Regions from separate parts of the Mus musculus genome. Here region 2 is linked to region 1. Evidence: chromatin contacts called from public Hi-C data. All regions are on one chromosome and are shown on one strand. The core of a region is the stretch at or near the end of the contact, and the rest is flanking DNA. Distances in the headings are between cores, read along the strand shown. Region 1 overlaps Gprin3 (GPRIN family member 3). Region 2 has its middle 63 kb from the start of Gprin3.

What was found. Hi-C and Micro-C count contacts between places; a contact is called where the count stands out from the background.
Region 2: a contact with region 1 is called in a Hi-C map of cortical neurons, with 1.8 times the contacts expected there. The contact joins two enhancer-like sites. A contact is called at or near these places in 4 of 39 promoter capture datasets (the 3T3-L1 cell line, 3T3-L1-derived adipocytes and liver), 14 of 484 Hi-C or Micro-C datasets (CD8 T cells, LSK cells, Sertoli cells and 9 more) and 3 of 115 datasets of contacts at active chromatin or transcription factors (CD8 T cells, neural progenitor cells and regulatory T cells).

What each region holds. Positions count from the first base shown.
Region 1 is chr6:59,416,731-59,421,756 of GRCm38.p6, forward strand. The region is part of intron 1 of Gprin3 (GPRIN family member 3); the gene reads right to left. Among named protein-coding and RNA genes, the nearest start is that of Gprin3, 7.1 kb to the right of the region's middle. Within about 2 kb of position 2,106, at least 12 of the 459 cell types and tissues checked have an H3K27ac peak or open chromatin away from gene starts, as enhancers often do. A contact at or near this core is called in cortical neurons, where this site is marked.
Region 2 is chr6:59,486,438-59,491,463 of GRCm38.p6, forward strand. No RefSeq gene overlaps it. Among named protein-coding and RNA genes, the nearest start is that of Gprin3, 63 kb to the left of the region's middle. Within about 2 kb of position 2,809, at least 15 of the 459 cell types and tissues checked have an H3K27ac peak or open chromatin away from gene starts, as enhancers often do. A contact at or near this core is called in cortical neurons, where this site is marked.

The DNA.
Region 1 (5,026 bases), core at 856-3,355:
AATTACTGGTGCCTGCAGGAAGGAAGACATATGTGGGACAGAGGAGGGATGCTTGTTGTCAGGCTACAAGAGGAATTCCCAAGCCCTTGGTCAGGAAAATGGCCCATTATAACTTTGGCAAATCATAGTTACCAGTAGAAGTATTCCAGGAGTCTGGGGCTTATTTAAATGACTAGTTCTGTCAACTATGGATCCCTAGCAGACAGTGCAGGCTTAGTGCTTTGACCAATGACTAAAGAAATGCACTTCCTCCAATCAGTGTCTTCCCCAGCCACATTTTAAAAGCCAGCTCCAGAATAATTCCAGCAATACTTTTCATTAGTATATAAAGCAGAAGAACATGACACATCCCTATTTCATTCCTTACATTTTAACCCCAGAAGCCCTCCACTCAGAAACCACAAAAGCCACAGTGGCAGTCTTTTAATCAGCCATCATTGAAGTTTCAAATATTAAAAGAATCACTTGGCAGTCTAAAATATTACTTTTTGTATTAATTATTATTAAGAAAAAGATAACCATCTCTGAAGAATTTTGTCATTCATTATTGCCTCCTTGTTATCGTTACATCTCAGAGAGCATGGCACCTTCATCTGCACACTTCTTATGACACAAGAAAATGGTACTTCTCCAGAGAGTGCAGAGTGGATATAGTATTGTGCTCTCTATTCTCTTAAAATGATTCTGTTCTCAACACTGTCTTTTTGGCATGAAGTTGCCTATGCACCAACACTTTTAGGATTAATAATTAGATGAGAAGATGTTTTTAGAAGTAAGGTAGGAGGCCTGGTGTGGGGGAGGCTTGCAAAGTGTTCATGAGGACGGAAAGTTGAGAAAAGATGAGAGCCTGTCAGACCTATCGAGGCAGCTTTTGCTACTTAAAGATTGGCCTCTGATTAGCATCCTGTTGTTTCAAAGAGGTACATTTTAGTCAGGAGAGTGCCTAAAGAGAACAAAGCCCTGGGTTTGATTCCCATCACCACAGAACATGGTAATGTATACATTTCCCCCAACATTCTGCATGTAGAGACAGGAGGGTCAGAAGTTCAAGGTCATCTCCAACCACACAACCAGAGAGCAGCCTGAGATACAGGAAACCCTTTCTTAAAAACAAACAAACAGAATAAGCAGAGGGGCATTTGTCTTTCTGTGCAACACAGACTCATCAATTTTGACAAAAGTCACCTCATCTTTAGGCATATCAGTAGCACAATTCTGCCATCCAGTGTCAACTGTGTTAGTGATGAGCTTTGGAGAAGGGTTGTATGCACAACCCACATATCATCTTAGAGAGCATATCTCAGCCTTCATGACCCAGACAGGAACTGGGATATGTGTCCATGCTACTCTTGAGAATTTAACTCAAACACCCCTACTCAAAAGACTAGGACTTGCTCTGGGCTTTCAGAAGGTTATGCAAATATGCCATATAAACATATGATACATTTAAAATTATGTAAAGCAATTCAAGATAAAATCTGAGCCTTGGCTCTTTTCAGAAGAAAAAAAGATAAATTACTGTAAAAACTGATAATGATTTCAATTTTAAGACAGTTAAAATAAAGCAAGCAAGCCACCACATGAAAAAAGAAAACTCTGCTACTAATAGACTAGGTCAACTCAATTTGCATTCATTAAGCTTTTATATAATCTACATATTTTGAAAATGGAAACTTTTAAGCTTACCAATTCCTGGGAATTAGCTGTATGCAGGATAATTATCTTTCTGCTCTGTTGAGACCTGGAATTTAGAGTCCTATGGCACCCTAGGAATATCCAGTACAGTCCTAAGACCTGTACCTCTGAGTTCTGAGTGAATTTCAGAATAAAGCAGAAGGGTTAAATACAAGGAAACATCAAGGTCAGAAGGACAGCAGACAGAAGTGGAGACTGTAATAAAGTGACAGCATATGCAACTGTCTTGTGCCAGCCCAGACACTGTGGGCCAGTATTTCATGTTTTTATAATAGATGTCATCCTTGATGAAACACAAATATCTTGACGGTGGGCAATGATGCTTTTGCTGGGTTGCAGACTTGTGGGTTTCAGTTTCTAAGTGCCCAAGCCTGAGACCCACGCAGTGAAGATCTCTGGGATGCTTTCTTCTGTTCTGAGAATCTGACTAGAAATCATGGGCAGGTGGTGGGGATTGCAAAGTCTTTTGACACTCCTACTCAGAGCTCAGCAACTATCCCCCTACCTGTCAGATGTCTCTTCTCTGACTGCTTTCAGACAATGTTTAACATGAACATAAAACCAGCATCTAACTATTTATTTTGATTATCATTTTTAAGGAGAAATAATTTATAGAAGAGTTTTCTGAAGGGCAAGCTCAAATAATGATACACTAAGCATATGTTGAAACATTCATACTATGGATTCAATTATGTCATATCCAGTGCTGAAGAATCAAGGAGGGTTTATGGAAATAGCCGAGCATCAACTTATGATTGTATGCAGTGAGAAACTGACTTGGAGGTAATGAGCATTTATATATAAAAGCCGCACCTCAAAGACAAAACCAAATTTGAATGAAGCAGATCTCACAATAAACAGCACGAGCATTTCTGAACAATTTATACAAGCTTATCATGGGAAAGCACATTCTTATCACAGACTAACACAGATTGAGAACAACAAGAAATGTTTGTTTTATTCAGTATCTCTCTTCTACAGGGCCACAATTCAGAATGAAAATCTGGAATCAATGCCAAATTCTGCAGCGTGGAGAATTTGCATAGTGTATTCACTAAGAGCAGGGTATGGGCAGAGCTGGTTACACTTCAGAAATCAGTGGGCCACGAGTACTGAAACAAACATGCTCAGATTATGTAGAAAATAGAGTTAACACAAGTATTCTACTCCTTTAAGGATTGCATTTAATCTAAGTTGCACACACTATAATAAACTTCCCATTGACACAATATGACTTCTTAACATTTAGACTATTTATAATCAATAACCCTGAAAAATAATAAAGAATTATCAATATCTTGTGCATCACAAACTAGATTTCCTCCCACTTTGATGTTTTGTTTGCAATTTATGCTTAAAATATATTCTCGTAATCTTTCATAAAATTGTTAAATGCAAATGTGAATTTTGAAGGAGGATTGGAGCTCTGATAGCTGCTACTCAATCAACAACATCAGGTCCAAGAAATACCTGTGGCTTAGTCTTCTTCTGCTGTCTTTGAAATGGTTTTCTTGGTTCTGAAAGTGTCATGCCTGTGAATCCTGATTACAACAAACTTCCTAGCAGTAGCAAGCATGAAATGCATCCTCTTTAGGATCTAGAAATTAAGCATTTCAAATGGAACCCCTTCTGCTCAAGATTATCCAGCTGGTCTCCACAATTTTATTGACATCTCAGATTATAATGGCCGAGATGGTCTGAAGTCCACACAGCTGGGTCCACACATTGGCCTTAGTGAGTATAGTATACAGATTCTCGCCACTGCAAAATTCAGCATTTCCTTCCAAGTTTTCATTGTGAATTGTAGCTCAGTAGGAAACAGATACTGAATAAAACACAGAGATATTTTTCACTGTTCATCTTCCATTTTACTTTATGGTAAGAAACTTGTAACTTAAACTCCCCCTCAATTTTAAAGGAAAACTAAATAATTAGTCTTTTCTCCTGCCTCCAAGGATCCAAGGAGGGGACTCTAACAGCAAGCAGCCACACTCATCTTCCCCTGCTCCTCGCCCCAATGGCCATCCTCACCCTGTGCCTGGGCTCTAACTTCACAGAGACTCCTCTGCAACTTTATAATTCTCCAAAATCTTTTGGAAAATACACATACACAAACACATACACGTATACTTATACGCAGATTTCTAAGCTCCACCTCTGAATTTGGTATTAGAAACCACGAGGTCATTTCATTTAGTCCTCTTGCCATGGGTCAGTTATTACTGTCTATAATTAATGGTCTGAGCTTAAGTTCTGATGAGTTTCAAGATAAGGGAATTTAATTACAAGCTTGAACACTGGAGTGCTACCACTGTGTTGCTAGCTCCAACATATGCCCAATGAAAAAGTTGTGAGTGGTTTTCTCACTGGGATTCAGCACACTAAGTCATGTAAACTGTAAGGTTATATATGCATTTCCTCATGGATTTCAAGAATGCCTTTTCAAGTCCAATGCAGCCTTCAATATTATCATCCTAAACCTGACTTGAGTGCTAAAGCATCAGATTACTACTAATCTAAACATTCTATTGTAGGAAAGAAGGATGAGCATGCTGTCCAGGATGGAATAAGAAAACACCTAAGTTCTTATATTTGACTCCAAGTCAAAGAATTCATGCTGCTGAGTCTGTGTCCTGGCATTGTTGTTCTGAATAAAGACAAAGACGTAGCTTCATTCAGAAGGGCTCAATATCACAGCATGTTTTTATTCCAGAGCAGAAACAGCAAGAGCTTGGAGAAATTCAAAGAGTTTTCAGAGGCTCAAAACCTTTCTCTTCTTACTTTTCTACCCACATAAGCAGTAGGCCACCTACAGCAGAACATGCAGGTGCTAATTGCCTTTTTAATTATTAATCTTTATTGCACTACATTGACTAATTGATTGATTGATTGAGTGACTGGTTGAGTATGTGGGAGAGGCAGGGTGCACTCCCTGGAGGTTCCCTTTTAGTCCTAGGGGTGGCCTTTTCAGTGATACAGCTTTGTTGCACCTCAAAGTGTGTAAAAGCCTGTGTGTGGATCTCTTACTTCAACCGCTGTATCTTGCAAACTAGAAGCCTCTCTATCACCTAAAGCACTAACACTCAGACTACTCAGGACATGGGCAACAGGAAGTACACACTTACACACCATGGTTCATTATGTACATACACGCAAACAGACCATTTAAAAGTTCCCTGGGCAGCATCTATTCTTGTGAAATAAAACTCAGATCACTAGGCTCAGCAGCAAGGGCTTTTATCCACTGAGCCATTTTGCCAAACCAAGAAGTTCACACAAACGTATTTAAACATTGCACTAAGATGACAGTGAAAACACAAAACAACCAAAG
Region 2 (5,026 bases), core at 1,559-4,058, 70 kb after region 1:
GAGAGACAGAGAGACAGAGACAGAGAGACAGAGACAGAGAGACAGAGACAGACAGAGACAGAGAGAGAGGGAGGGAGAGAGAGAAGGATGAGAGAGAAGAGAGAAATAGAGGTGGGAGAAGGAGATAGAGTGGGGGATGGAGAGGGAGAGGGAGATTTTAAAGCCCAGTGCTAGGGTGATTCTGATCACTGGCATTTCAGGAATCATAGGAACCATCTGAACTTGATCAGAAATAAACAAGACTCCTCACTTACTAAGACACAGAACTAACAAATGATTAAATATAAAACTCATTTATAGATCAAATAATCCTTATTTATAGATCCATTTCCATCTCTTCCTCTGAAGTCACATGTCATTTCCCCTGACACTGGCTCTATTTTTTTCTCTTTGCAAATAATTTTTTTTAAAGATTTATTTATTTATTTTATGTATGTGAGTACATTGTTGCTCTTTTCAGCACACCAGCAGAGGGCATTGGAACTCATTATAGATGGCTGAGAAGCACTATGTGGTTGCTGGAAATTGAAAACAGGAGCAGTCAGTGCTCTTAACTACTGAGCCATCTCTCCAGTCTTGAAACTATTTTTTTAAGGGACTCTACTAATCCAATGTGACCTTACCTTGATTTGATGATATTTATGAAGACCATACTTAGAGGGCTACATTCAATGACACCAGGGATTCGAATCTGATCATATTGTTTCGAGACACAATTTCATATTCAGCTCACACTGTGCTTGCTTTTTGTTGCTTTAAAAAATATGGAAGACAAACAATTTAATGAAGTACTAAATTTGGCTCATGTTTTCAGAGCTTTCAGACCAAAAATGTACAATGAACATGTGTAATGTCTAGAGTGTGTATGGTGTTTAGTATATGTGTAATATCTAGTGTTTATATGATGCATACTGTGTGTCTGATATATAGTGCAAAATAATGATGTATAATATGTGTATAGGATATATATTGTACATATGTTGTACAGTGTGTGTGATGTATGATGTGTTTTTTATCTGTGTGTGATGCCCTGTGCTTGTGCTGTATGATGTATGCCATGTATAATGTGTTTCTATAATAGATATATATGAAGACTTGTGTTCTAGGTATGGAATATCATGTTTGTACATAATAGACAAGTAGGTTTCATTAGTGTTAAACTAAAGGTTTTGGATGTTAGGAAGACAAATTGTATATGGAGGGAGAGAGTATCATGAGAGACAATCCTACTCCTATTTGGAGCTCTGTTTATGAATACAATGTCTCACTGCCACTGTGTCTGCCATCGGTTATAAGAGATAAATTTTAGTTATATTTAAACAGCACTAAAGTCAGATGTATCTTTTAAATGGTGATTTCTTCCACTATTGTTGTCCAGAGAGCAGTTAAAATAGGTTGTGACTGGTTTGGATTCATAAACATGGGGAAAGCTTTATATATTTTAAGTCTATTTCAATTGACTTTCAGTCCAATTTTGATAACACACAAACTTTTTTTTATGATTTGAGTTCATTTATTAAGATTATGTTATATTTCAGTCTTAAAATTAAATTTTATTGCATATACACAAAACTGAAAACTGAATTGTAAGGTCTAAATGATGCTAAATGTATTCTTTCAATGAATGTGATAGTTATTTTATATTTTATGGAAGCCTGATGTCATAGCTCAGTTAGGGACATTTCTATAATATATAAAATAATGGCAGGGCTTCAAAAATCACATATTAAGGAAATATAATAATTTTTCCCTCAAATACATAGATATAAACTCCTCAAACCTACCCTTTCCTACCTTGTCTTCTAGACTGAGCATCCTGTACTATAGCATACCACTCTGTTACTAGGAAAGAGTATCTCTTTAGTATGGAATGAGCAGAGTCAGGGTGTCAAGGGAAAATGACCACACCAAAGGGAAAAATCTGAAGATACCTCAAGAAGCCCACCCATGTTACCATTGTTCAATCTACCATCTTGTGCAGTAGCCTCTGAAGCCTCCTTATAAACTTTGACTCCTCACTGTAGTCAGAAGAAAGGCTACAATTCCTGTCTGCAGATTTCATCTTGGTCTGGTCTGGCCTTTGTTCACTCTCATCTGCTTTTTCCTTTCTCCTTGATTCAGCCACAGCAAGCACTGCCTGCCCCTCCCCCTTTCTATCTCTGTGCTGGCTCTTCATTCCTTGCTGCTCTGTCTTTCTAGGGCATTGTTGTTTCTCCCCACTAAGCTCCCAGGACACAGTCTCAGGGTAAATTTCTTAACCTTGTTGATATAGATTTATGAACAAGTCCTCCGTATGTTTTGTTTGTATAATGTGTATAACTGAAATTTTCCTGTGTTCATCTGTCTTCTCACAAAGATATAATTCCTGTGGTCATATGGATGCAGAGGATTGATGTGTTTTTTTTTTATCATTACTTTTAAACACTGCTATCTTTAATGAATGAATAAGTACACTGTAGTTGAATGGCTTAATATGAGATGGGGAAAAAAGCCTCAATAGGTTGGGGAAATGTATTTATGTGAAATTGAAAAAAAAACATTTAAGAAGGAAATGGAAGCATAGAAAATCTAAATAGCAAGAAAAATGTTAACACACACACAAAAAAAGGAGTGACTGAATCAAGCAACGATGGTAGAGCTGGGCACAGATCGAAGCTGGCTGTGTTGATCATGTGAAACAGACACTGATTTGGGAGAAATATACAGATGGAAGAGCAGCTTGCAAGTCTTGAGATGAGGAGAGAGCACACATTATACCACAAGCCCATGTAAGGTTGAATGTGCAGCCAAACAGCTGAGTTCAGTTGTCTGGTGCTGGGAGGTGGCATCCACTATGTTGATTATGCATTCACATTTTCAGAATACTAAAGGCTATTGCTTATGAGGAACAGGCAGGCAGCAGTCTGGGTCAGAGTGTTCTGCATGCATTCAGAATCACAAGCCTTTCCACTTTGGAGCAAATCCATCAGTGACATTCTTTATTCAGTCTCTCCTGTCAAATGAATTTGTTCACAAATTGAGAGTTTTCCTGGTCTTGCTCTCAAGACAGCTTGGCTACTGTCCAAACTAAGAGCATGAAACATTTTTATGATGCCAGTTATAGGGACATTCCCATTTTATCTACGTTTTAAATTCTCAAAAGTTCTGCATTAAATCTCTCAAATTCTGTATTTAAATTCTTCACCAAACTGCACATTTTTAATAGTTCCCTACTCTAACGGTAGACCAACTTTTGAGGACAGTGAGCAGTCAACCTTGCCTGGATATTGTCCATCCCTGAAATTTCCTTTGCCAAATAATGGCCCACAACTTTTGAGTTCAGTCTCATAGAAGTTCTCAGAAAAGGGTAGAATACAGCTTGTTTGTTTTCTAGAATGTATCATAAGTGGCACTACACCAGTTATTAATAGAGTTCTTGTTCTCTTCTTAGACCTGAGTCAGATCTCCACTACTTAGATAGTCTTCTTGTTTTCCAATCTCCTCCTCAATGTCCTGTTCAGTTCCACTTACTACTTCCTGACTTTTTTACCTGCACCTCTAAATTGTCCTATTCTCCTTCTGCAAAGGCCTAAGAGTGATCCAGTCAGGCTTATCCTAGCAAACACTCTGATCTTGAATACCAGCTTTCTGTGTCAGTTACTATCTTATTGTTCTGAGAAAAAGCAAATTTAGGAATATATATTAGTTGCTCATTCCATTTTGGATCAGACCTCTCATTAATCTCCTTATCTATTTCAGCTCATGCCTTTGTTTTAAAATTAAACTTCTTGGTGCTTGTTGTCTCTTCAAAGGGCATGTAGTATGGTCTGTCATAGAAATAACCCATTCCCTGAAGCACCATGACTGAGTCAACCTAAAACATAGTTTAACTGGGCTTATGGTTCGATAGGGCTAGAATGCATGAAGGCACAATAAAGGCGTGGTAATTTTATGCTGAAGCAGCAGCTGAGAGAGGATGTCTTGATACTCACACAGGAGTCAGAGAACTAATTGAAAATGAAAGGAGACTTCTGAAAATTCAACGTCTGTGCCCAGTGATACATTTTCAACAATGCCACACCTCCTAATCCTTCCCAGACAGTTCCACCAACTGGTGTCCAAGTCAAACATATGAGCCCATGGGGTCATTATCTTTAAAATCAAATTTTTCTTTTTCAACGCTGTTTTTACAAATACAGCCAACCAAGGCAGGGAAGGCCTGGTGGCAGGAGCAGTTCCAGCTGCATCAGCTGGGCCATGAGGCAGCATTGTGTCTACAGCTAGGAAGCGGAGAGCAATGGGTACTGATGCTCAGCTCCCTTTCTCCCCTTTAACTAGCAAGAAAGATTATAATTAATAGGCTAATTGGGTACTGTACGCATTTACTGTTTCCTGTTATTTCGTTTTGTTTCTTAAATTGAGGTGTTATGTAATGTATTCCTATGGATTTATTCATTTTATGTCTTCTAAATACTTTCTGACCTTTCTTTTTCTGCTAGTGTTTTAATTTGGTATGTTTTGAATGCCAAGAGAGGCTAACAGTCTTGGCAGAAACAGGGCTTTTTTTTTTTTTTTAACTGTAGATTCAGGGAAGGACACAGGCGTGTGACTGGTTATAATGTGCAGAAATTATAAAAAAAAAAACTTAAAGTGAGCACAGGGAATAGAGTGGACAGGAGGACAGGATACACTCCTTTCTGGCTGACAATGGCATGGTAAATTATGACATTTTATAGAATTATGTATCACCAGCAAGCATGCAGCCCAGAAAGGCAAGTGTGGCAGCAGACTTCTTCATTATCTCAGTGCTCATGTTGTATGCAAGTCATTGATACTTGAGTCACTCTTGTACATTTCAATACATTTTTTTTTTAATTTTGATATTTTCATTTGAGATGCCTGAATGATTACTGTGTGGTTTACTTTAAAAAAAAAACAAAAACAACCTATTTTTATTTTTTTTTTGTTCTTCCTTATTTGATTTATTTATTTATTTTATTTAATTATTTTAAAAGGATATTTCTATGTATTCTTAGTTTGCTTTGTA